Linked DNA regions of Mus musculus: all the other regions are linked to region 7. Evidence: chromatin contacts called from public Hi-C and promoter capture Hi-C data. All regions are on one chromosome and are shown on one strand. Each heading gives the region's core, a stretch centred on a gene start, on an enhancer-like site or on the middle of the called end of the contact. The rest is flanking DNA. Distances are from core to core; before and after follow the strand shown.

Region 1 (3,809 bases), core at 1,104-3,603, 1.6 Mb after region 7:
GTACCCATCTCCTGGAGTTGTGAGCTCCTCGTGGAATGTGAGTTTAATAAATGCTAGCAGTCACCACAGCCATCATCATGTCCATCTCCTTTATCCCCATCAGAATTATCCTCCACCAACATCAACCACACTGTTGTCTCCTTCCTTTCTTACTTTCTCTGTTTCATTTGCGTTGCTTCTCTGTCTGCAGAGCATCCCGCTAGAAGAACTTCATGGCTCACGTTTATAGGAGCCCATTTCTCTGTTTTTCTTTTTGGGTTTATAATTGTGAAGCACGGGGCACAGATTGAATACCTGAAGACACAAGCAATGATCCTTTTAAAGATGTCATCTGTTGCTTACTACCCTACTGTAACTTTATTTATCCTCTCATTACCTTAACAAAAAGTGTGTTTCTAATGATTCTATAAATGTGAGAAAATATCTTGAAAAGAGAAAGGAAACGTAATGGTTAACATTACCTATCCAATTGACAGGATCTAGCATTACCTGGAGATGGGCCCTGGGTGATTATCTCTGCTAGGTTAATTGATATGGGAAGACATCTTAATAATGGCAGGGCCATTCTCTCTTGGGGATCCTGGCATGTATAAAGTGAAGAAAGCTTCACACTTGCAAACATCCACTGTTCTCCGCTTCCTGAAAGTGGATGTAACGTGACCTGCCACTTCAAGTTCCTACTGCCTTCACTTTTCCACCATAATGGACTGTATCTTCAACCATGGTCCAGAAAACCAAAACCAAACCCAAACCCAAACCCAACCCAAACCTTCTCCCTAAAGGTGCTTTTGGCACAGCAACAGAAAAAGAGACTGAGAGAGAGGAAGAAGTGAGGAATGAGTTTCACTCTTTAACTGGGAGTGTGGTTAGACAGTGAAGTGTTTGTGTAGTATGCCAACATCATGGATTCAACTCTTAGGAAAAAGAAAGATAAAGGAAGTAATTTCTGTGCCTCTGAGGTTCATGGTCTGGACAGGGAAGCCCATCTAGAAGGGTTTTGCAACAGTTAGGATGACCAGAAGACCCAGGGTAGATACTATGGAGATGGTAAAGGAGTGGATGAGACATTTGGAGACACAAGTATTTGACAGTAGTTTGATAGAAAGAGGGTGAAGGCAAAGCAAAAAGGAATCCTCAGATTTGTCATCTGTGGATTGGGTGGGTGAAAGATGTGGGCAACTATGAGGAAGCTTGCGATCTTTAGTTCCTCTTCCTTCATTTGGATAGTGGACGTTTGCTTAGTGCTTTGTTAATTTCTAAGCAAACATGTCTTAGTTAGGGTTTCCATTGCTGTAAGGAGACACCATGGCCAAGGACATTTATTGGGGTTCTTTTACAGGTTCTGAGACTCAGTCCATCATCATCAATGAGAAAAGTAATAAAGATATGCTTACATTTGGAAGCATGACTAAAGCTTTGTTCTAAGAGCTCTTTCAAAAAACAGTATTTAGTACGTGCCAGATTATGTTTCTCCTACCAGAGACAGAAGGGAACAAATCAGAATAGCTTTCTGTCCTCATGGAAAGTGTGTGTGGGGGTGGTGGTGGGGGGTGGACAATAAACATTTTAGGTAGTTGTATCATGAAGAACCTGACCAGGTATGGTGGCACACACATGTCATCTCAGTATCTGAAAAGTTGAGCCAGGAGGATTTCCAATTTGAGGCCAGCCTGAGCGGCATAGGGAGACTCTGATTTAGAAAATAAACAGACCAACTAACTAAGCCAATCAAACCAAATAATCAAACTCGGGGATAGTGGTGGGAATAATGGGAAAGGCCAGGAAGCAGTCAGGATGGAAACCACTCAAGATTTCAAGAAAAGCCTCTTTGACAGGGTGACACATGAGTGGGTCTAGAGGAAGGGAAAGTGGTGTGCTAGTTGCCCACCCCATAACGGAGGAAGGGCACACAAAAGATCCGTTGGACCCGAGACGTCTATTAGCCTAGGGTTTCCGAGAGAGCGATCAAGCAGAGCCTAGGAGTTGGCGTGCAGTCCAGGTTTCCACTTAAATATCAGGAGACTTCCGTCACGCGACAGGGTACGGATCGCGAAGACTTCGGCGTGGCTACAGCCGAGCTTGACCCAAGGAGCCGACTCCAAGCCCAGGCGACGGCGACCGATTCGCGAGCTGCGTCACAAAGCGCGTCCTGGGCGCTCGGGTCTGGAGCCCCGCCGCGCGGCCAGGCACTCAGAGCCGCGGGAGGCCGGCAGCGGGCGGCGCCCACCAAGGGCACGCGGCGCCCTCTGCAGGCCGCAGGCGGCAACACACCGGTAGCCTCATCTTCCCTCGCTCTTCCCGCCTCTTTCTCAGGCTACATTTTTTTTTTTTTTCTGCTCCCTCCTAGAGTGACAGCCTCCGACTTCCGTTCTTCCCCTCCGCTTCCAGGCGTGTCCGTGTCTTCTCCGGGAGGCTGCCAATAAAGTTTTTCTCCTTCTCGCTCCCAGGAGCCCCGCCTCAAGTCTAAATATCGCGAGATCTGGAGGCGCGGCTACCATGGCGGCGGCGGCGTTTGAAGTCCCGGCGGCCTTGACAACCTCCGAGTCCACTATGGCTGCGGAGCGTGCGGCCGCGCCGGTGCAGGCTGTGGAGCCGACTCCGGCATCCCCGTGGACCCAGCGGACCGCACACGACATCGGCGGGCCGCGCACACGTACCGGGGACGTGGTGCTGGCGGAGCCCGCGGACTTCGAGTCGCTGCTGCTGTCGCGACCGGTGCTGGAGGGTCTGCGGGCGGCCGGCTTCGAGAGACCCTCTCCGGTGCAGCTCAAGGCCATCCCGTTGGGGCGCTGCGGGCTCGGTGAGGACCGGGGCCGGCCGGCGGTGGGGGGAAGGAGGGGACGGCGTGGCCCCCGGAGAGCTCCGGCTCCGCGCCATCGCGGGGCTAAGCCAGGCTCTAAGGCGCGCAGTTGAATTTGAGGGTAGGACTTTCTTCCAGCATGGAGTCCAAGTTGGAGAAGGTGAGCGGCAGAGATTCGGGGCGCAAAGGGCTGGGGAGGTAGCTCGGTGGTTAAGAGATTGGGGCATCAAGCACACCTCCTGCGCGTTTGAGAGTCAACCAAAAATACAGGTGGCAACTAGGTCCTCATGGCAGAGAACCTCTTCATTCTCCTTTCTCGTATTTGGTATCTGGTGGCATCAGTAAATCTAGGTAATAATATGTAATATATATAATTTTTTTCTTCCTCAGATTTAATTGTCCAAGCTAAGTCGGGCACTGGAAAAACTTGTGTATTCTCCACCATTGCTCTGGACTCTCTGATTCTTGAAAACTATAGTACTCAGGTGAGTCTAACTCAGGATCCGGAAGGGGGTGTGTAGCACGTGACTCTATTGAGAGTCGTGACAAACTAGTAACTCTTCCAGATGGTGAGTTTGAAGAGGCCGGACCAAAGCGTATGCAAGTTAGGGAAGTAAACTAGATGGTCACGTCGGTGAGTTGTGGCCAAGGCTACGTCCAGTATTTTAAAGTTGGAATTTTCTGTTATAAGTACATCTCGACCATTTGTCAGTTGGAATCGTACAATTAAAAATTCATTTACTTTCTGACTAGAGTGGGATTAGACATAGAAGGTAGAAGTTCTGGATTAGTAAGTACTGTGCTATGGCAGAAATTTCAGGTGGTTCTTAAAGCCTTGTGTATGTGTTGTATTGATCTCTCATTTTCTAGGTTGCCTCGGGATATGGTTTTAAGATTGTCCTACTCAGCTTTGGGTTTGGGGGATCATTCTTTAAAAAGCTTTGTTTAGCCATTGTTACATATAAATACTATAGTAGGCACTAGGGATTAAACAGTGAATAAGATGTGA
Region 2 (3,762 bases), core at 101-2,600, 1.6 Mb before region 7:
ACTACACCAATAGCCTGATTTTTTTTTAAGTCAGATTATTATACCAGTCTAGTCTTGGCCTCTTGATTGTTCTGCCTCAGTCTCTGGAATGTAAATTTCCTTTCAGACGTAGCCATCAAAACCAACCTAGCCTGATTTAAATACACACACACTATAAGGATGTGGGGTAGCCTTTGGTAAGCATTAAGTTCCTAATGTTTCATCCACACATTACAGACATTTTATTGCCACTACTCCCCACGAAGCACAGCTCCCAGCTTCTTGCCAACTGTGCTATTTTCCATCTCTAAGCCTGATTTTGCTTTCTATGCTTAAGCCATTCTTTGCTCAAATCAGGCTTATTAGATGGTAAATAGTAGATGATGGTCAAAGGCTCCAGCAGCCTCTTAACTCTCAAACACTATTAATCTTAAATTATTAGTACCTTTGAGAACAGATACCCTGATTACTTTCCCACCTTTTCTCCATCTCCATTCCTCACTCCCTTTTCTAAGGCCTAGCCCAGTGCAGCGGTACCATAGAACTAGCATCTCACTACATGTGGTAGCTCAGGACCCAAAATCCCAGTATCTCGAAGGCTGTGGCGTAAAGATTGTCTTGTGTTTGAGGCCAGCCTGAGCTACATGCTAGCCTCAGCTATAGTGTGAGACCCTAATTGAAAATTAAAAAAAAAAAAAAAAAAAAAAAAAAGGTGAGTCAATGGAAGCACTCCACGTAGGGTAGCAGATTTTATGTTTTTTGTTATTTTGAGATTGGATGTCTATGGAACTTGGCTTCAGAATCACAGACCCGTCTGCCCCTTCCTCCCCAGCACTGGAAATAAAGCGGGCGCCACCACACCCAGTTGAGAGTACTTTCTTTAAAGCTCACAACCCAGTTAAAATATTATCCTAATCTTAGGAGAAAAAAAATTTGGGGCCGTCTACGACTTCCGGTAGGACACTATTACCTCTGCGAAAGCCTCAAGGACTCTATCGGAGTCAATTCCCTGACTCTAGTCCTTTCTGGAGAATCTAACAAAATTAACTCATGAGACTTCGACCGCTCCGCAGGAGCAGTCACGCATCCGTCCAGAACACAAGTGTCACGAGACCCTCTTCCTGCCTCGAGAAAAATCAAGCAACGGATGCAAACTCTAAAACATAGCAACTGTGTCCAGACCCCCTTCCCCCTGGGCCAAAGTCCCAGGAGGAAGCCACCAGCCCGGCACACAGACCACCGGAGCCGAGCCAACACGCAACGACCTCGCGCAACCAGGAAGAGGAATAGCCTGCACACACGGGCGGCTCTGATTGGCCACGGCCTTAGCTCGAACGCCCGGGCGTATGGCGTCACTTCCGCTGGCCCCGCCATCTTGTTCCCAGGGGCAGTTGGCGGAAGAGATCGAGCTCCTCTGCTGCCCGTTCTGCTTTGCGTCCGGAGTTCTCCCCGCCTCGTTTTTGGCGTCCGTCTCGGGCCCGGGCTCCCGTGTGTCGGCGTCCCAGTTGCAGTTTCCCGCTCGGCTGGGGCACAACGCGGCGGGCTCCTTGCCCCGACGGCCTTCCATGGAGTAGGTCCGGGACCGTTGTCCCGAAGAGCGCGATCGAGCTTGGCCTCCCTCCTCCCGCCCGCCCTCCTTCCTTCCTGCCGCGGCACCATGGCCAACAACAGCCCCGCGCTGACCGGCAACTCGCAACCGCAGCACCAGGCGGCCGCGGCCGTGACCCAGCAGCAGCAGCAATGTGGCGGCGGCGGCGGCGCCACCAAGCCGGCGGTGTCGGGCAAGCAGGGCAATGTGCTGCCGCTGTGGGGCAACGAGAAGACCATGAACCTCAACCCCATGATCCTCACCAACATCCTGTCGTCGCCTTACTTCAAAGTGCAGCTCTACGAGCTCAAGACCTACCACGAGGTGGTGGACGAGATCTACTTTAAGGTACGCATCCTCTAGGCCGCGTGTCGGGGGTAAGTTCGCCAGAGCGGGGTGTCGGATACCGTGGATGCACCCCCTTTCCCTCCCTCCTGAGACCCGCGGATTTGGGGGAGGGGGAAAGTTGGCGGAGGGAGAAGTGAAGCTTGGGGCTGGTTTGGGACGGGTCGGGCTAGGGCCGCCCTCTTTTTTTCCTTTTCAGGTTTTGTTTTTTTTGTTTTGTTTTAATAGCCGGGCGAGCCCGCCACAATCGATCTTTAACCTACCCCAACCTCCTGCCTATCCCTAGGGAGCTGTTGGGCAAGAACTCTAGGGGAGAGGAGAAAAGTAATACCAGAAGCCTGTCCAAGTTCACCATTTTTTAAAAAAATGACTCCTTTTTACCTGTGTCGACTAAGCACTAACTCGGTGCTTCTGCCGCTGCCCCCCGGGCCAGCGGAATTACTGAAGTAATTACTTCAATGTCGGCCTCGTGCTCTTCGTTAAGCTCTCCAATCCCGACAGAAATTGGCCAGTGAGTGTGTCGGGTGGGCCGGGAGGGTTGAGGGTGGCGTGGAGTGCCAGGGCAAAAGAGGTGTACAGAAGGCCTGGAAATTTTTCCCAGCAGGAAGTCAGGAGTCGAAGGTGTCAGCCACCTGTGCGTTGGGCATAATTAGAATGCTCTGGGCCCTGGGCTTCTTTCTGCGGCAGGGTCGGTGCTGGCTTGGCTGTGCTGGGGAGCTCACCTGGCGCCTCCTCACTGCACTCTTGTCTCAGTTCTTGTTTCGTTAGCAGGATTGACTCAGTCTTGCAGCGAGGCTCGGAGCAGCCCAGGGTCGCAGGTAGAGGTATGCACTATTAATCATGCTCAATCGCCAATAAATGCATTTCCCTGGTTAAATGAATGGCTAATTAGGTTTATTTTTACCGGTTTGGTGTTGGGCCATTGATTTTGGTCTCACTAACTAGAGTCTCCACTTCCCTACAAATTAGGTAGTTTAAAAAATAACCTTCCAGGCCTCCGAGGTTAATTTATATTTTAATGAGTATTAATAGTCTTCATGTCTTCAAGCATTTTCGCTAGAGCATGTAAAGTAAAACACATCCAATTTTTCTTGTCTTGACATACACGTGGAGATGTTAACGAAAAGAGATTCTGTATATTTTACCTACTTTTCTCCCAGCCACTTGTTCAGGTTAATGAGAGATTTTTGAGGTACTAATTGCTTTTTATAGACAAACCTTTTAACTTTGTATATATAAAATATACACGTACTCTTGGTGTTCTTTTACAAAAGCTATTAAGTAGGTGTAACTAATACTATGAAGTAGTTTTTTTAAACTAGCTTTTAAAAGGTAAGGCCTTTTCAGTGTGGATGCAGCATGGTGAGTGATGATTGTGGATGCAGTTAACTTTGAAAATTTGGGTCCCTGTACCTTTGTGACAGGTTGTTTTAAAATAGAGACTAATATTTCAACTTAATTTCAAATGTATTCTGAAAAACTTATTATATTAGAAAGTATGTTTAAATTCATTTTTAAAACTAAAATGGGGGGGTGGGAGATGCCCCATGGACTAAGCATTTTTTGCCTTTGCGGAGAACCTAAGTTCAGGTTCCACCATCCACATCAGGCAGCTAAAAACCACCAGACCCTCGGGGCTCCACAGACCCACACATACATGTAATTAAAAGTGAAATGTGACTGAAAACTTGCTAGGAAGTTTCTTTGGATCAAATAGTCTTTGAAATGTATAGGCTTCCAGTTTAACATGGTATGCCCTCTTTTGGGTACCCTTTAAGGAATAGAAGCCGGTTGTGGTTCAGTGGCAAGTCGGTTCAGCACGTATCCAACGTAGATGAGACCCTAGGTTC
Region 3 (3,350 bases), core at 76-2,575, 1.6 Mb after region 7:
GACTGAATAGAAGAAAGAAGGAGCTAAGTGAGCCAGGAGGGCCTACTGCCATGGGAGATAAAAATGAAGGAGACATTGAGAGGTGGAGTGGGAGGTAGAAGCTAAGGCAGTCTAGATGGAGAAGGGACGGGCGGAGCTGAGAAAAGACGCACATTACCTACCTATCTGTCTGAATCCTGGTGGTAAAGGAAAACCAGAAGGGAGGGAGAAAGGGAGGGAAGGAGGGGAAGGAGGAGGGAGAGGGGAAAGAGGAGAGAGAAGAGAGACAAGAGGAGAGAGAGGCAAGAGAAAGAAATCAGAATTCACCTGGCTTCCCTAACACAGCCTTAACAGTCACTTATCCCTCTTCAGTGATTCATCCCCCCACTCCAGGGTAGCATACTCACCCTCAGCACCCCGAGGCCCCGCACACTCCCAGCGCACTCCCCAAGCCCAGACCTGACATCTGGCCGAGCCTCCACAACTCCCGCTCCGCGATCTGCCAGGCGGCACCCCTCCTCCCCCGTCATTACAGCTGCCACCCCCCTCCCTGCTGGCAGACAAGCCCGGGCAGACAGCCGGCCAAGCCTGCCCCCGCAGCCGCGCCAGCTCTGCCAAGCCCAGCAGAGCTGGGGGCCCCGGGCGGTGCCAGCTCCCCACGAGCGAGCGAGCAGTCCAGCCTGACCTCCTGCACAGGGCAGGGACCTGTCTGCGCGCTTCAGGAGCCCGGCACCCGACCACTGGCGCCCGATGCCTGTGCCTGTCATTCCTGCGACTCTGGACACTTGAGCCTTACTCCGTCCGTGTGCCTGTCCCCTCTGGGTGTGTCCTCCTTTCTCTTCAGTTGTTCTGTCACATTCAACTTATCTGGGTGCTCTGACTCCCTGTTACTTGTCCATATCTCATCAGAAATCTTTGCCAAAGTTTGTTACCTCTGAGCAACGTCCCTAGCCTCTACCTACCAGTTGGCATCCTCTCTCCTCTCCTCTCCTCTCCTCCCCTCTCCTCTCCGCTTCCGCCCGGTGCACGGAGCGCGGGGGGGGGGGGGGGGGGCAAGTCAGGTACCTAGGTCTGGGTGGAGCAGTCCTCCCTGTCCCCAGGCTCCTGCTCCGATCTTACCAGCTCCTGTTTGAGGCGACGCAGATAGCAGTCCATGTCCTTGCTCTCCTTTGTCATTCGCCCATTTGCTGGGCTCGGGCTCACGAGAAAGTAGGGTTCTCAGTGCGCTCCGCGCCCTTATCCGCGCTGAGCCGAGCCTCAGCTCCAGCGTGGGGACTTAGAGCGGCGTTCCCCGCTGCTGCCGCTCAATGCCCGGGATAGGGGCGGAGGAAAAGTGCAGCAGCCAATGAGAACTCAGAAGGGGTATCTTCGGCCAATGGGAAGAGCGGTCGGGGAGGGGGGGTGCTCGGGCCTGGCGACCCGAGAAAGTCTGTCACCGGCCTTGCAGACAGCAGCAACTACTGGGAGACTCGCAGAGGTCTTGATTAGGTTCTGGGTTCTGTGGGGCATGGAACTGGCAAAGCCCCCAGTCAAGTGCATTCATTGTCTATTATAAAGGAAGAACGCAGTTTTAGGATTGAGGACTAGGACTAGGCAGGAGGGTCACAGTGTTGAATCTTAACTCCTTTCAGAGAAGAAAACGCTCTCCTTTGCCTTCCCCTTAAATCCCTCAGAAGCCTTTTCTTTCTAAAGAGGGTCCTGGAAGTTCACGGCTCCATTTCATCTCCTCCGGGCCCACTCCTCTCTAGCGCTAGCGGAAGGAAGCGGCTTCCGCTAGGTCTCAGCTGGTGTGGCAGTCTATTGTGTTCAAGGTAGACCTGGTGATACTGAGTAAGAGAGACAAGGTCTCAGCCTTGCATAACTTTTATCGTGGAGGAGAAGGAACTATGAGACAAACAAGTAAATATGAGGATAGTCACTTCAGAGAGCGAATTTTAATGGAAGATTTAAAGATGGGGTGTTGGGAGCTGTTTCAATAGAGTTGGCAGGGAGTGGAGAAACAGGCCTTTCCCTTCCTAGAACTCCCTAATGCTGGCCTTCTTGAATAGGGGAGAAGAGGACTTGAGGACGCTCTGAGGATAGTTGACAGGCATTTCCCTGGTACCCATGCAGTAACTCCTAGGGGTGTAAGGGGTGGAGTTGGGGCACAGCGAAAGGGGTGCTTCTGCAGGCCAGTCCAACTCGATACTTCTAAAGCCGGCCTCCTGGCCACTTGCCTGACTTAAGTTACCCTCGGTGAGCAAACACCTCACCATTCGGCCTGCCAGAGTAATTAGTAACAATTTGCTTTGCTTTGTTTCAAGAAAATTAATAGGGGAAAGTTTGCCCCTGGCAAGATTTTGGTGGTCTGTGTGAGACAGAACCAAAAGGATGCAAGAGAAGCCGCGAAGGGAGAAAGCAGACACTGTGGACATTCATTTGATGCCAGCCAAGATCACTTCTTCAAAAACATTTAGGGGGTAGGTGAAGAACTTGGTGACTGTGACTATGCTCCTGGCCTATCTTCTCACTCCTCTTCAGAGTGATGTGCCAGTCAGAAAGTTAGGCTGGACGGTGTTGGTGCTGTTGAATCAGTTCAAGAAAGTAGTGGGTCAGAGCAGCATCCTCCACCATGACCCTCCTAGGAAACAGAGGTGGGTTCCCCACCCTGAAGCCCCACCCCTTTTACACAGTTATATCTTCACCCTGCAGAACAGCAGCCGGTTGTAAGGAGCTCTCGGTAAACATTTGCAGATCTGTGGTTTTCTCCATCCCTGAAACCTGGGCATGAACATCTTTGGAATTTAGGGTACTGGCTGTGGTTGAACTGCCAGGAGAGGCAAGCAGTCTGAGCTCTTGACAAAAATGTAGCACTGTGGTTGGGGCAACAACTCAAATGCTTTCCTGGGCCTCAGTTTCCCCTGCATATCATTTAAACCCTTGTGAGTCTAACATATCATACTCCTTACAAACCTCTCTGCCTTTTTAAAGATTTATTTTTATGTATGTGTGTGCCACATGTGTGCAGGTACCCTGGGAGGCCAAATGAAGGTACAAATCCCACACCCTCCCCCTGGAGCAGCTGTTTACAAGCAATTTTGACTCTCCTTCCTTCCTTGTGAGTGCTAGAAATGGAACTTTGGTTTTCTGGAAGAACAGCAAATGCTCTTAAGCACTGAGCCATCTCTCCAGCCCTACAAAACTGCCTTTTGACGACCACCTGCAAAATAGTCAAGACGTAAGAATACATGTCCCATTGTGCAGGTGAAGAAAACAGCATTAGCAAGGACTGCACACATTTCATCCGCTCTGAAGATGGAGACTGAAAGACATAACTGATAACCACAATCTCTGTACAGAGATCACAAGAGATTTCCAGATAAATTAGGGGT
Region 4 (3,797 bases), core at 598-3,097, 1.5 Mb after region 7:
GAACAGTCTGTGACTCTCCTGTCCTTGTTCACATTTAAGGCCAACTGCTTCAGCACCGTGCTAGGACTTGTTGCTTCTTGGTTCCCATGGTTTCTCTAGGTGTCTCCTCTTGTCTCTGCACCGGAACTTTATTTTTCACTCTTAACACCACAAGGAAGTAACTCAGCTTTAAAATCCTGTCCCTGGATCCCCACACCATTCCCACTACTGACTGTTGCTAGGCTCAGCCAGCTCCTGGCTGTCTTCCTCGCCTCTCTTTCATTCTCTCAACACACCCCAATCAGACATTTCTCCATGTGATAACACTGGAAGGGTTTTCATTAAGCTTCTCAACAAACTTCAGGCCAAACTTGGTCAGTGGTTAAATTCCCAACTCTTGACTGAGGATGAGGCTCAGTGGCAGTTTGTCTAGCATGAACCAATCAGGGTGGCGGGGATGGGGACTGTGGGGTGGGGGTGAGGCAGAGATTGAGATTCAATTGTCTTCTTAGCTATTTCAGCAGTAGGCAAGGGAACTGACTGATCACTCCCTCTTTTCTAAAACAACTCCCTAACAACTTCCTTCCTTCCAAGGGGTTCCTCTAACCTGACTGTCAACTCTGCTTATCTTTAACCTCTAAGTTTCTCTTGGTCCTCTCTTCCAGTTACTCCCCATCCCTAAGAGAGTTTATGTAGACCGGAGGGTCAAATCATCTACATCCTGATGGATCTCAAATTTATATCTCAGACTCATCACCACTGAACTTTCTCCATCCCCCATAAAACTGAACTCTCAATTTCTTTGGTCCCAGCTTTGTTCTTACCCTATCTTCTCTCTTATTAAATGATATCAGTCAGCAGGCCCCCAACCTAAGATTCATTCCTAATTGTTTCGTTCGACCCTCTGCTTTCTCAAGTCTAAATCTATTAAAATAGGTTTAATAAAGCTAAAATAAACAAAATCTAAAATAAAATAACCACTCTTGGCCAATTGGACGAGAATAGCCACCTTAGACTTCCCCTGTGAACATTCGTGCTTCAGTTGGATATTTTACATACACAGTGAGACTCACTCCAGTTCCCGATGGGCCTGAAACTCATTGTGTAGTCCAGGCTAACCTCAAACTCGTGGCAATTCTGTTCCTGTTTTCAAAATGCTGGGATTCCAGGAGTAAACCACCACGCCCTGCATAAAGTTAACCTTTAAAAACATGAACTAGATATAGTTGTTTCTGGGCCCACCCTCTCCTCGGGGCTTCCTGTTGTCATTACAATGGCCCAAAGGCTCCACCGGGTCTGGTCGTTTGTCCAGATCTTGGCGCCTCAGTACTCTTTGGCCATAGACTCTACTTATCTATCCATCCTTTCGCTTGCATTTTGCTAGTTGTGAAATATGGAAGACACACCCCACCTCGGGGTTTGTGGCTGATTTCCTCTCAACCCAGGAAGGTATTCTTCTCATCCAGCCTCTTTTGGATAGGCTCGTTTCTTCATAGCACGAACAAAAGCATGCAAAGCCCTCCCTGGTGACCTGTGAATTTTGCTACTCTTTTTGTTGTTCGTGTTCCCTCTCCTGGGTCACGAGGATGAGAGCTCTATAAGTGACTTTCCCTATGTATGCCTAGGCATTGGGGACCTACTAGGCACTCAACTAACAGCTGTCCCATGGTTGCATCCCTTCAAAATTCTCTTTCTGATTTTTTTTTCCCTTCCTCATTTCAATGTTGGCCTTAACCACCTTCTCAAAGGCAAGGCCCCAGTTCCTGTTGGCACACTATGCCCCCCACCCTTTGAAGAACGGCTCCCTTAAATAGATTCCGGACACAGCGGGGAAGGCGGAGACCAGGGCGGGGGGGGCGGGGCCTGCGTGCTGCGTGCGTGCGCGTTCCGGAGGCGCCGCCGCCGCCGCTCCCGAGGCCGCTGCTCCTGCCGCCGCCGTGCAGAGCCCGAGCCCGAGCCGCGGCCGAGAGGAGGGAGGAGGAGGAGGTGGAGGAGGCGCCGGGCCGCGGGGTGAGTACGGGGTGCGAGTGAGGGGCGCGGACTGGCCGCACCTCGGTGGCCTATTCTTAACCGTCCGCGAGTCCGGGGCGGCGGCCGGGGGCCCGGCGGGCGGGAGGGGCCGCGGCTGAAGGCCGGAGCCAGCCACGCCCGCGGACCGAGGCGGCCCGGCGGGGCCTGCGGGACCGGCCGCGAGGGGCGGGCCGCGAGATGGGACGCGTGTCCGCGCCCGCTCGGCTGTCGTCCCCGCGGACGGAGAGGTGCGGTGCCCTCCGCGCGGCCTTTGCCCCGGCCGCCGAGCGCTGACACCTCTGTGTCCCACTCCGCCGCCAGCCCGGGTTCCCGCCCTCCCTGCCCTCTGTATTCTGCCGCTTGCCATGTGTTCGCCTTTGCAGCGTCGCTCTCGACTCTCTGATATCTGCTGCTACCCCTGAATTTTGTCAGGAAAGAGGCCACGGTGTGATTCCGGTCTTCCGCCCACCGAGGGCGTGTGAGGAGTGTGGGGTGGTGGGATTGTAGCTTGTCTCCTTACTCAGAAAGTTAAGGGCAGTGTCTTCTGCTGAGTTGTGTAATTGGCTGTTGTAAGGAGAAGAGCAAGGAAGGACAGTTGTGTCCCCCGCGTCCGCCCCCCCTCCTATCTGAGATTTCCTCACAGGATAGAAAACTAGAGTTGAGGGGACCTTTCATGCCTTGGAAAAAGAGCTACCGCTCAGAAACTGTGAGTGTATTGCCGTTGGGAAAGGAAAATCGTTTTGTCGCTGCTTTGAAGGAAGTACTGTGTAAGAAATGGAATAAAAGGGCAGGAGGTTAATGGGCCAAGCGGGACAGGTACCAACCGCTGTTGTCTGCTTCTTGGGTGGCTGAAGATACTGTTTTTATTAGAGTCAAAGTGTCGACTCTCAGAATTAACCAGGGGAGTTAGCCTTCAGAAGCGGGCGGTTAGAAGAGATGATGCTGGAAACAGGATTTGGAAACTTTCTTTGAGTTTCCTGTCAGAGTGTGTGGGGGTAGATATGCCTGTGAGTACTTTTTTCTTTTGATGTAATTGATTTCTGTAACACTTTGGTAGAGTAAGTACTAGATTAGGTCCCAGACTCTTTCCTGTCTTTATGCTCTTCTGTAACACTTTGTTTCAAAATTAAATTTACATTTTCGGATATTCTTTCTTAGTGTGACTCTTGTTTAGTTTAGTTCCTTGCTACTTCAGGTTCTGTTATGATTGTGTTCGTTAGCAAGGATTATACCTGTCCCAGCATTTGTCGAATGAGTTGAGTGGTCTGTTTACACATCTCTTATCTTTTTGAGAGAAATCTTTATGTTAAATGTTGCATTCCGCTTCCATTATAAAAAATGTCATTCTTAACCATTTCTAGAACATGGTGATGCATATGAACTCTTCCTTTGCCCAGGAAAAACAAAACAGACATTTATCCCCAGAATGTTGTATTCAGCTTCTGGTCTCCTCTAAAGCCACCCATAGACACCGATCTTAAAAGTGAACAGAGATCTCGATGTTATTCAGTTTCATATTAAAACTTTGCAAAAGTGCACACTTTTTGTGGCCTCAGGTGTGATCGTGCTTTCACCCTAAATTCTGAGGATTTTGGAACAAGGTTTAAAATTGATTTCAGTTTTATGAGGAAAAGTTCTCAGGAACCTCTCTCCCCTCCCCCCAATCTCCTGTGGCTCAGTGGTGTCACTGAGGAAGACCTTGAACCACCAACTCTCTTGCCTCGACCTCCAGAGTGCTTGGATCAGTATAGACTTCCCTGGTTTATGTGGTGTTGGGATGAAACCCAGCTTCATGCAGGGAACTTTTA
Region 5 (3,348 bases), core at 565-3,064, 1.7 Mb before region 7:
TTATTCTTGTGCGGGGTGTGAGAGGTGTGTGTATGTGTGTGTGTGTGTGTGTGTGTGTGTGTGTGTGGGTGTGTGTGTGTGTGTGAAAGCATGCATGCCATGGTGGTGTTCGGGCCTCAGAGGACAACTTTGTGAAGCTGGTTCTCTTTCCACTTTTCCATGGCTTCTCAGGATTGAAGTCACACTGTGGACGCTCCTGAGGTCCGGCTTGCACTGAGGCTCTTTACCCACCGACATTTCTCTGCAGTCCAGTTTTGTCTTTAAAAGGTCTAAAAAAATACATTTATTTATTTATTTATTTATATAATGCAAGTGTATTTGTAGGTGTGCATGCCTTACAGTGAACCTATGGATGGAGGTCAGAGGCCAATCTGCGGGATTAGCTAGTTGCTTCTTTCTGCCATGTGAATTCCAGGGATGAAACTCATGTCCTGCAAGTTCCTTTAACACTGATCCATCTTGGCCAGGCCAGGACTTTAAAATTATTACAAGCAGGTTTTGGGTTTTGGTCATGGAATCTATCTAGCCAGTAACTGGTGGTTTAGGCAATTAAAATATTTTATATGAATAAATAAATAAATGGGCTGGAGAGATGGCCCAGCAGCTCCAAAGGGACTTGGTTCACTTCTCAAATCCACAGGGCAGCTCACGACTGTCCCGTTTAAGAGTATCAGACACACTTTATGGTCTTTGCAATTACCAGACACACATGTAGTTCACAGGCCTGTAACACAGGCAAGAGACCCAGACACATCAATTGAATTTTTAAAAAACGTAAAGGAATGATCTACAAAGAGGATTCTTTTGAACTACACCTTTTCAAAAATTAAAAAGGCCAGATGCCAGGCTGGGGATGTAGCTCAGTTGTGAGGTAGCTTGCTAGCATGCATGAAAGTCCTGGGTTCGATTCCTAGAACTGCATAAACATGACATGGCGGCACATCCCTATCACCCTGACATGGGGATCACAAGTTCAACATCATCCTTGATTACATGGGGAGTTTGAAGCCAGCCTGAGCTAGAGACCTTGACTACAAACCAAACCAAACAACAGTACCTAAAAACACCACCACCCCTCAAAAACAGTACGCAATTAAATTGATAACATACGTTTTAACAGTAGATACTGTGTGGGGGGGGGGGGGACAATTGATATTCATCTAAAAAGAATTTTTTAAGTATGCCTTTAGAATCTGACTTCATGTGTTCACAGTATGTACAGATTTTAAAGGGGAAAGTATTTTAACTCCTCTGGTCCTTTTTCTTTCCTGGGTGACAGAAATTAAATAAACAAGCCATCAATGACGGGAAACACAAGGCACAGCCCCTTGCTTGGGCACTTGGTGTGGCCACAGCAAATTTTAATCTTTTCCTTTCTCCTAGCTGACTTTCATCTAATGTTTAAGAGCTAGTGGGGTTTAGAGACCCTACAGAAGATTTTTAGGTTTGGGATTCTATTTGTCTCTATTTATCTTCAAACCCAGAGGCCGTGAAATCACTGGAGGGGGAGGGGAAGAAAGGGGGGCGGTGCAAACCCAGAAAGGAAAGGCGCAGAGGAAGCTGCACAAGGAAGCTTTTTCGGCTGGGTTTGTCTTTTTTTAACCCCGGGGAGGCGTGCCGAGCTCGCTGCTGTCGCGTGTTAGCTTGCCCAGCTTCCCCGGCGGGGCGCGCGCCCGCCCGGAGCTCCTCCGCCCTCCGCGGACCGCCCGCTTCCGCGCTGGGTGCGCTTCCGGCTGCGGCCGCTGGGGGCGCCCCGGGCAGGGAGGCGGCAGCGACCGTTCTCCTAGCGGCGCCTCTCTCTCTGCTCGCGATCAGACGGGCGGCGGCGGCGGTACGGAAAGGGCGCCCACTCCCCGGGCGAGCTGCAAGGCGACCGCTCCTCGCGGGCGGCCGGGGTCCGCGCTGCAGCCGCCGGTGCTCTCAGGCCCGGGCTGCCGCGACAGGCGGCCCCGGCTCCCGCCGACTCGCGGCGCCCCCCGGCTGCGCCCCCACGCGCCGCTCGCGGCCCGGGCCATGGGGCTGGGCGGATCCGAGGCTCGGCCGAGCTGAGGCGGCGGCGCCCGTCCGCGCAGCCCGCTCGCCGGCGCCTGGCCCTCACGATGATGAAGAAGAAGAAGTTTAAGTTTAAGGTGGACTTCGAGCTCGAGGAGCTCTCCTCGGTGCCCTTCGTCAACGGGGTCCTCTTCTGCAAGATGCGGCTGCTGGACGGCGGCAGCTTCACCGCCGAGTCCTCCAGGTAAGGAGCCTCGGGAGCTGCTCTCCCGCGGCTGCCCGCAGGCAGGGGCTTCTTGCACGGCCAGCATCCCTTTCTATGCTTGGCCCCTTTGCTCTGTCGAGCTGCCAGCTCGGTGAGCTCATCGTCCTCCAGAGACGAGTCTGAAATCAGCCAGAGCATCGAACAAACGGCACCAAGTGCTTCGCAGTGGGCTGGGCTGGTTGTCCCGCGCGCCTATCTTCAGGTGGCCCCTGAGTCTGCTTTCCCCCCAGTTCTTCAGGAACGGTGGAGACACAGAAAGGATGCTTCTGGTTTGTCCAAAGACATTTCCCATATTTGCAAAATCCAAAGTAGACCGTAAACCTTAGAGAAGCGAAAATGACCCAAACTGTTACAGTCCAAGAGCTCCCACTCGGAACCGCCTGTGGTTGACGTAATTACTGAGACTTTACTGGGACTTAGGGTGGCCACGATAGAGCTTGGGATACGCCTGGTCGGGCTTGTCTTGAGTCAAGCGTTCCTGGCAGACGAGACTATGTAGTCTTTGGCTTGCCTTAGAGCTATGTCTCCAGTTAATGTGCTTATATTCTCAATTACCCATCTTCAAGTGGCCACTAGTGGGTCTCAGTGAAAGACTTAGAATCAAGAGAGCCCAGACCTTATCCTCCATGTCCTTTTAAAATGAGCACCTAGACACTGGGAAAGAATCTGACAGCAGGTGACAGAACGCAGCCATGTATGGCAGGATTCCTTGAGTAATTTAAGGGCAGGTTACACATTGATAGATTTGCTCTTAGATATTTTTCTCTACAGAAAAACAAGATACATGAAAGAAGTTTTGGAATGAACTTTTAAGTTCTTAAAGTCAAGGAGAAGGGGCTAGTCGTCAATATATGTTTTGTCTACGTAAACTTCATTTTTACCCTAAAAAATATTCTTTTTATCTGCTGTTCCATTAATAATGTAAAGGAAAAAATGTCAATGGGTTGTGGGACGGAAGCCAGAAAACTGCCCTCTCTGGCAATAATGAATCCCGTGGAAGCCAGGAAACGCCAAATTGCCTAAATGAACAGATGTACGCGGCACTATTGATCCTCAAATTTATTTTTAAAAATCCACTGAGGATAATTTTC
Region 6 (3,586 bases), core at 480-2,979, 1.5 Mb before region 7:
GATGGAGGATTCTAGAGATGACCTATTCTAACTGACCAATCCCAAAGTAATAATACAGACTTTAGCATAATCAAATATTCTCTAAAGGGGTCTAATAGTGGAAATCACAGGTGTGCTAAAATAAGAAGCAGAAAGGAAGACTCATCAATCACCTCGATTGAACTTAGCATACCCAAAGGAACCCTGTGTGTAACTAATAGTTTGGGGTATAACCTCTGGCTCCATCTACCACCAGATAGATAGTCAACAAGGAAACTCTGTGTCAGAAAAGATCCCTCTTACCTGTTACTTAAATGTAATCTTGGTTGTCAGCAATTTACCGAAATGTGCTGTTTTAGTATCTCTGATTCTTCTCATACTATTGACAAGTATTGATGGAGAAATAAATAAACAAAATCTTTCAAACAAATGTTGACCGACAACATGGCTAAGATGGCTCTCCCCTTCTTTGGCCTGCTAATGTTTCTACTGGCTACCATAATTGGGCCCTGCATCCACCAAACAAGGCTAGAATCATTGCCACTTGACAACATTATTAAAGACAGTCCCCTATCAAGGATTTGAGAAGGACACAAAGGTCAAGGGGAGAATGAGAAACCTGCCTGACTCCATTTTTAAGGTAGGAGACATTTTGTTGTATTGTTAAACACAAAGTTTCGTTTATTGTAAGAGTTGAGTTTCTGTTTTTAAGTTTCTGTTTCTTGGAACCTGCCCTGCACCACCCTGTGACCATGACTTGTTTTTGAGAACACTTTGACCCTCCCTTATCACTAAGTACTTGGTTTTTGTCCTTTTGAAATTTTCCTATACTTCCCAACTGCCCTGTTGTCTTGCTTCTGTAACACTGTTTTGCAACTACTTGTTATTTTGCTCCTTAAAAGGGACTCTCAGCACTTCTCTCTCTAACCCCTAATTGGCCAGGTCTCTGGTGCTCCTGGATATAATAAAGCTTGCTTCAATTTTAGCTCTAAAATTATGGTAGTGGTCTTACTCCTGCCTTGTGGAATTAACAATTCTAGGAATCGTGCTCTATAACTTAAAATGTAAAATTCTTCATAGGAATAAGAGGGTCTCTCATTTCTTAGACTTTTCTGAAACTCTATCACAGTTCTGGGAACACTGGTGGTTACCTTACAGCTTAAATAATCAATGATCTTCAAAAATTATTAAAATGAAGTTGAGAGGGATAGACTTCCCATATGGCGGTTGAACAGGCTTCTGAACAGTATAGTTTGAATTGCTTTGCTGAATGAAACATTATTTTGTAAAGCATAAAGTCTCCGTATTGGGGATGGCAGGATGTGTCTTGACAACTTAGGTTCCATCCCAAGACCCACACTGTGGAAGATGAGGTCTTCTGACCTTCACCTGCGAGCCTTGGTATGCACACATGCATACATACACACAGATAAATGTAAAATAAAAAAGACCCGGTATGTATAAATTCATAATTGTATAAATTGTGTTAGTTCACATATTTGCTTTCTGATGCCAAATTGGACACTGAGATATGGGTTATAGTAGGCTTCCGCTAGGGGGCGCCAGACAGTGCACAGAAGTCTGACCACACTACGCAGCCGCAGTCCAGGCACAGGCGGGACACGCCCTAGTTGATGCGCGTGACGTCACCTGAGGGCGCGGCCCGCGGAGGGGGCGGAGCCTCCCCACCGCGAGGGGAAGGGCCCGCCCCCGAGCGCAGCTTTCAGGGCCAAAGTAGGTTGCGAGTGGGAGGCGGTGGCTGTAGCTCCACGGCTGGGGGAAGATGGCGCCGCCGGTATCGGAGCGGGGACTGAAGAGCGTCGTGTGGCGGAGTGAGTGCGGAGGGGTCAGGGATGAGGCCGGGAAGGGTCGGCTGTACGGGGGTCTTCTTTCCCGCTGCAGCTCTGCAGCCTCTCTGGGAGCTGCATGGGCACTTGTTGCTTTGGGACCAAGTCCCTGGCTTGACTCCTTCCGGCTTGCCCAGAGTCGGGTTTCGTGCCAGCACCAGGGATGGGCGGGGTGGCCAGACGCGGCCTTCTCCGCGGCTTTGGCCAACTCTCACCCCGGTGAGGTTCTTCCGCAAAGCCCCACCCTTGGGCGACCTGACTCGGGCCGACTTTCCCTCCCAAGTCCCTGTGCTGTCCCGGGACAGCTCTTCCCATTGCACCCCCCTCGCCACACCAGGCACGGACGTCTCTCCATCCGACACAGTCTGAGCTCTGTGTTACTACTCTGTCCCGCCCTCGTCCCCGTGTTTTCAGAAGCCGCTTGGTGTCCCATATTCATGTTAGCACCGAGGGTTTTTACTACCATCCTTTTCAGTGTCTTGTCCTTTAAAAAGTGCAGGCGTAGCTTTTCAAGAGCGCCTTCTGCCACTGTTCCAAGAGAATATGACTTGCTTTAAAAAAAAAAAAAAAGAGTTCTTGAGAAAGCAACAGCGGACTGTTAAAGTTTTATCTAGTATCCGGTCCCTGCATAGTCTGCTCCTTGTGTTACAATTGGTCTTCTTGTTGGTTCGACCAACTTTAATGACTTTTATTAAAATGACACCAAACCTAGGTCTGCCAGGTTAGAAGAGCAATGAAAGCAGCAAACCGGAAGGACCTTCCTTGTTTGGCATCTCTGGGTTCTAAGTAATTATAGTCTAGTAGTAGAAAAGGAATAACGTCTTATTAGTGTTTCTTACTCCGACTTGGGGAACAAGGAACAGAATAGGAATTAGCCAACAGAATTCTGCCTTCAAGAATTCCTTGTATAAAATTAAAATCCAAAACAGTACAGGCATGGTGTTTACCATATAGAAGGTACTAAATAGATAAGTAGACTTTGTGAAATACAAAATTATCCTTTCATATTTATTATTTTCAAATTTATCCTTTCTGGGGGCCTGCAAGGTGGCTGAGTGGGTAAAGGTGCTTGCTGTCAAGCCCAAGGACACGAATTGCATCCCCAGGGACCCACGTGATGTAAGGAAAGCACTGACTTAGGCAGATTGTCTATATTGACTCTCATACGAAAGTGGGTGACAAATTGTGCTGAAGAAATTACTTCTGAGTTATAATGGCACCTTATATCAGGGCTTATGAGAAAAAGATACCGTTATGCTAGTAACGCCAGTATCAATAGCATGAAGATAACAGGCTTTCCCTGTTCTTGTTAACTTAGGGTAACACCAGGCTCACCACATGGAGAGTAGAATATAGATAGGCAGGCTGGATGAAAGGAAAAAGATGTAAGGCTGTAAAATAGTCTTAGGACCGCCTGTAACTCGAAACACACAACCAAAAGACAAGAATAGCCCAAAACATATACACATTAAGGGGCTGAAGAAATGGCTTAGCTGAAAAAATAAGAATAGGTCACCTTTCCACAGACTGACGCATGGCGTAACAGTGCACATACAAAGGAATACATGTCTTTTTTTTTTTTTTCAGTAAACGTAAGTACAATGCTGATATATTTTATGCTACTGCATCTTGGAAACACGCTAAAGAAAAAGCCAGTCACAAAGGGCATAGTATGACACCATTCATGAGAAAAACATCCAGGACAAGCAAATCTAGAGAAACAGGAACTCCTTCCTGTGTCCCAGCCTGGAGAGATGGGA
Region 7 (3,826 bases), core at 43-2,542:
AAGCCTATTTCCTCTCACCAGGAGGTAAACGCTAGTGGGATAGACTACGCATCTAATCTCATGATCACCAGTATTACATAAGCTTAAGAGATTCAGGTGCATGGGGTCGCAGAGGTGGGAGACGGGAGGCGTTTAGACGGGAATCACGGTTAAAGGAGTCAAAGGAAGTGGATATAGGAGGGAGCAAGGTGGCCATGTTACTGGGTCCTACTATGGATTAATCGGAGTGCTGGAGTCCTAGAAACGAGATAAATGTAGTGTCCGCACAGTGAGAAGTGTGACACATTAAAGCAAAGCACAGCTATATTATGTCTCACACATCTTTTATAAATGCAAACCTTACAGGGATTCACAACATAAAGCAGGAAGCAAAAATCTGCAAGTGGTCCTGCAGGTCGGACCAGTAAGTGGGCTTGCAGGACACTGCGGGCCCTAAGGCGGCCACTGAGACTGGCCAGGGCTCCGCGGCGCTGTTCCCTGTGTCCGCGGGCGGGCAGTGACTCGGTACCGCCCAGGGCGTCAGCGTGACCCGAGGCTCTGTGAACCCTGAACTCACCGCCCCAGCGGGCCGCACAGACCGGGGCAGGCGTTTTCTCGCGCACGGGGGTGGGGCTTTTTCAGGCAGCTAACTAAGATGGTGTCGGCTGGACTGTCCGGGACAGCTGCCTAGGCGGATCGAGTGAGGGCCAGCAGCCGGAAGGACCACCGAGCCCATTGTCCCGCCCAGACAGGACAGTGAGGAGCCCGCAAGTTCCAGACTCGAAGGACCGAAGCACAGGCAAGTACGCCGTAAGGACCTAACAAATGTTTAAGAGAACGCCGAAAGCGCGGGGAGGCGGGCCTGACTCACTGTCACCATCTCGCGACAGCAAAGTGACGTCGCACAGCAAGCGCGTGGTCTTAGTCTTTCACCTTCAGACGCCTCAGTTTATGGGCCTACTCCTTTAAGTGAGTGATGGACAGCGCTTTTATCCAATCATGTTCCTCGTCAACATCCAATCAGATTTAAACTTTCTTCAGCCGCCGGAGAAGTTGGAAGACTGGGGTCGAAAGAGAGCGAGCGAGTGAGCGAGTGAGCGAGCGAGCTCTTTGTCTCTCGCGAGATCGGAGAGAGCCAAATTCTCAGGAAAAAACGCCTGAACTGATGTCCAGACTTCCCGATAGTGATTTAAAAGACGTGGCCACAAACCAATGAAAGGGAAGAGAAGGTGGGATCGCTGCGTTCGCCGTGCTAGAAGTACCGTTACAGGGCAGAGTTTTTGTCCAATCAACGCTTCTAGGCTTTGGGTCAGGTGACCATGAAGTGCGAGGGGCGGAGCTACAGCCTGGCGCGAGGAACCGTTAAGATAGACAACGAATATAACCAATGAGGTACTGGGATTAGGGCGTTGGGAACCCAATAACAGCGTCGGGGCGGGCGCCTTCCCGGAGCGCGGGGAGATGTAAAGACGGACAAATAGTTTTTCCAATGAGAAGGCTGAAGAGTGAATTAATTGACCAATGAGGTCTGCGGGGCGGGAGCCTTTGCCGCGGCGGAGTCCAAGATGGCGGCGTGCGAGTCCGCTGTGTGAAACGAGCGCGGGGTGGCGGGTTAGTCAGCTCCGCAGAGACGACCTCCGGCGACCCTCAACAATGAAAGGAAAGGAGCGCTCGCCGGTCAAGCCCAAGCGCTCCCGTGGCGGTGAGGACTCCAGTTCTCGTGGGGAGCGGAGCAAGAAGTTAGGGGGCTCCGGCGGCAGCAATGGGAGCAGCAGCGGGAAGACGGACAGCGGCGGGTCGCGGCGGAGCCTTCATCTGGACAAGTCCAGCAGCCGGGGCGGCAGCCGCGAGTACGAGACCGGCGGGGGCAGCTCCAGTAGCCGCTTGCACAGTTACAGCTCCCCGAGCACCAAAAATTCCTCAGGCGGGGGCGAGTCGCGCAGCAGCTCCCGGGGTGGAGGCGGGGAGTCACGTTCCTCCGGGGCCGCCTCCTCCGCGCCCGGCGGCGGGGACGGCGTGGAGTACAAGACCCTGAAGATCAGCGAGCTGGGGTCCCAGCTGAGCGACGAGGCGGTGGAGGACGGGCTGTTTCACGAGTTCAAACGCTTCGGTGATGTAAGTGTCAAAATCAGTCACCTCTCAGGTTCTGGCAGCGGGGATGAGCGGGTAGCCTTTGTGAACTTCCGGAGGCCAGAGGACGCGAGGGCGGCCAAGCATGCCAGAGGCCGCCTGGTGCTCTATGACCGGCCTCTGAAGATAGAAGCCGTGTACGTGAGCCGGCGCCGCAGCCGCTCCCCGTTAGACAAAGATGCTTACGCCCCGTCATCCAGCGTGGTCGGGACCTCAGTCGGTAGCCACCGGCACGCCCCTGGAGGAGGGGGAGGTCAGAGGTCGCTTTCCCCTGGAGGTGCTGCTCTGGGATACAGAGACTACCGGTTGCAGCAGTTGGCCCTGGGCCGCCTGCCTCCTCCACCCCCGCCACCATTGCCCCGAGAGCTGGAAAGAGAACGAGACTATCCGTTCTATGACCGGGTGCGCCCGGCCTACAGCCTGGAGCCGAGGGTGGGAGCTGGAGCAGGTGCGGCTCCTTTCCGAGAAGTGGATGAGATATCACCTGAGGACGATCAGCGTGCCAACCGGACACTTTTCTTGGGCAACTTAGATATCACTGTGACGGAAAATGATCTCAGAAGGGCTTTTGATCGTTTTGGAGTCATCACAGAAGTGGACATTAAGAGGCCTTCTCGAGGCCAGACCAGTACCTATGGCTTTCTCAAATTTGAGAATCTAGACATGTCTCACAGGGCCAAACTTGCAATGTCTGGCAAAATTATAATTCGGAATCCAATCAAGATTGGTTATGGTAAAGCCACACCCACTACCCGACTTTGGGTGGGTGGTCTGGGACCCTGGGTGCCTCTTGCTGCCCTGGCACGAGAATTTGACCGATTTGGCACCATTCGAACCATAGACTACCGTAAAGGTGACAGTTGGGCATATATACAGTATGAAAGTTTGGATGCAGCTCATGCTGCCTGGACCCATATGCGTGGATTCCCACTTGGTGGCCCAGATCGTCGCCTCAGGGTAGACTTTGCAGACACAGAACATCGTTACCAGCAGCAATATCTTCAGCCTCTGCCCTTGACCCACTATGAACTAGTGACGGATACTTTTGGACATAGAGCACCTGACCCTTTGAGGAGTGCTCGGGACAGGACACCACCCTTACTATACAGAGATCGTGATAGGGACCTTTATACTGATTCTGACTGGGTGCCACCCCCACCACCGGTTCGAGAACGCAGTGCTCGGGCTGCAACTAGTGCTGTCACTGCTTATGAGCCACTAGATAGCTTGGATCGAAGGAGGGATGGCTGGTCACTGGACAGGGACAGAGGTGATCGGGACTTGCCCAGCAGCAGGGACCAGCCAAGGAAGCGAAGGCTGCCTGAGGAAAGTGGAGGACGGCATCTTGATAGATCACCTGAGAGTGAACGGCCTCGAAAACAGCGTCACTGCACTCCTTCTCCTGACCGAAGTCCAGAACTGAGCAGTAACAGAGATCGCTACAACAGTGACAATGATCGATCATCTCGTCTTCTCCTCTTGGAAAGGTCTTCCCCAGTCAGAGATAGACGGGGCAGTTTGGAGAAGAGCCAGAGCGACAAGCGAGACCGTAAAAACTCTGCATCAGCTGAACGGGATAGGAAGCATCGGACAGCTGCTCCCACAGAGGGAAAAAACCCTCTGAAAAAGGAAGACCGATCTGATGGCAATGCACCCAGTGCCAGCACTTCTTCATCAAAGCAGAAGCCACCTTCCCAGAAACAGGATGGAGGGACAG

The links. Promoter capture Hi-C pulls out the DNA fragments that hold promoters and counts their contacts. A called contact is a pair of places that touch in the nucleus more often than the background predicts. Capture Hi-C pulls out chosen DNA fragments and counts their contacts.
Region 1: a contact with region 7 is called in a promoter capture Hi-C map of pre-B cells, with 7 times the contacts expected there. The contact joins the promoter of Ddx20 here to the promoter of Rbm15 in region 7. A contact is called at or near these places in 11 of 39 promoter capture datasets (the C10 cell line, cranial neural crest, embryonic stem cells and 7 more), 8 of 484 Hi-C or Micro-C datasets (CD4 T cells, CD8 T cells, the G1E-ER4 cell line and 3 more), 7 of 115 datasets of contacts at active chromatin or transcription factors (astrocytes, embryonic stem cells, extraembryonic endoderm stem cells and 3 more) and 1 of 9 other capture datasets (liver).
Region 2: a contact with region 7 is called in a promoter capture Hi-C map of liver, with 4 times the contacts expected there. The contact joins the promoter of Prpf38b here to the promoter of Rbm15 in region 7. A contact is called at or near these places in 3 of 39 promoter capture datasets (liver and pre-B cells), 1 of 484 Hi-C or Micro-C datasets (CD4 T cells) and 1 of 115 datasets of contacts at active chromatin or transcription factors (embryonic stem cells).
Region 3: a contact with region 7 is called in a promoter capture Hi-C map of embryonic stem cells, with 3 times the contacts expected there. The contact joins the promoter of Inka2 here to the promoter of Rbm15 in region 7. A contact is called at or near these places in 5 of 39 promoter capture datasets (embryonic stem cells, erythroid cells, hippocampal neurons and 2 more), 1 of 484 Hi-C or Micro-C datasets (the G1E-ER4 cell line), 3 of 115 datasets of contacts at active chromatin or transcription factors (astrocytes, extraembryonic endoderm stem cells and trophoblast stem cells) and 1 of 9 other capture datasets (adipose tissue).
Region 4: a promoter capture Hi-C map of liver shows a contact between it and region 7, with 4 times the contacts expected there. The contact joins the promoter of Rap1a here to the promoter of Rbm15 in region 7. A contact is called at or near these places in 7 of 39 promoter capture datasets (HPC-7-derived erythroid cells, embryonic stem cells, hippocampal neurons and 3 more), 1 of 484 Hi-C or Micro-C datasets (B cells), 5 of 115 datasets of contacts at active chromatin or transcription factors (differentiating embryonic stem cells, embryonic stem cells, extraembryonic endoderm stem cells and 2 more) and 1 of 9 other capture datasets (liver).
Region 5: a contact with region 7 is called in a promoter capture Hi-C map of pre-B cells, with 6 times the contacts expected there. The contact joins the promoter of Fam102b here to the promoter of Rbm15 in region 7. A contact is called at or near these places in 3 of 39 promoter capture datasets (cranial neural crest, liver and pre-B cells) and 1 of 115 datasets of contacts at active chromatin or transcription factors (pancreatic cancer cells).
Region 6: a contact with region 7 is called in a Hi-C map of erythroblasts, with 8 times the contacts expected there. The contact joins the promoter of Stxbp3 here to the promoter of Rbm15 in region 7. A contact is called at or near these places in 1 of 39 promoter capture datasets (pre-B cells) and 1 of 484 Hi-C or Micro-C datasets (erythroblasts).

The regions. Positions count from the first base shown.
Region 1 is chr3:105,686,115-105,689,923 of GRCm38.p6, reverse strand. It overlaps Ddx20 (DEAD box helicase 20), which reads left to right and starts at 2,353. Exons shown (of 11, transcript NM_017397.3): 1 at 2,353-2,800; 2 at 3,191-3,285. The coding sequence starts at 2,497.
Region 2 is chr3:108,909,317-108,913,078 of GRCm38.p6, reverse strand. Prpf38b (PRP38 pre-mRNA processing factor 38 (yeast) domain containing B) reads left to right here and starts at 1,350. Exons shown (of 6, transcript NM_025845.3): 1 at 1,350-1,915. The coding sequence starts at 1,637.
Region 3 is chr3:105,702,574-105,705,923 of GRCm38.p6, reverse strand. Inka2 (inka box actin regulator 2) reads right to left here and starts at 1,325. Exons shown (of 2, transcript NM_175398.4): 1 at 1,099-1,325. The coding sequence starts at 1,155.
Region 4 is chr3:105,799,431-105,803,227 of GRCm38.p6, reverse strand. It overlaps Rap1a (RAS-related protein 1a), which reads left to right and starts at 1,847. Exons shown (of 8, transcript NM_145541.5): 1 at 1,847-1,989.
Region 5 is chr3:109,026,073-109,029,420 of GRCm38.p6, reverse strand. It overlaps Fam102b (family with sequence similarity 102, member B), which reads left to right and starts at 1,814. Exons shown (of 11, transcript NM_001163567.1): 1 at 1,814-2,236. The coding sequence starts at 2,100.
Region 6 is chr3:108,838,645-108,842,230 of GRCm38.p6, reverse strand. Stxbp3 (syntaxin binding protein 3) reads left to right here and starts at 1,729. Exons shown (of 19, transcript NM_011504.1): 1 at 1,729-1,811. The coding sequence starts at 1,763.
Region 7 is chr3:107,330,755-107,334,580 of GRCm38.p6, reverse strand. It overlaps Rbm15 (RNA binding motif protein 15), which reads left to right and starts at 1,292. Exons shown (of 2, transcript NM_001045807.1): 1 at 1,292-3,826. The coding sequence starts at 1,501.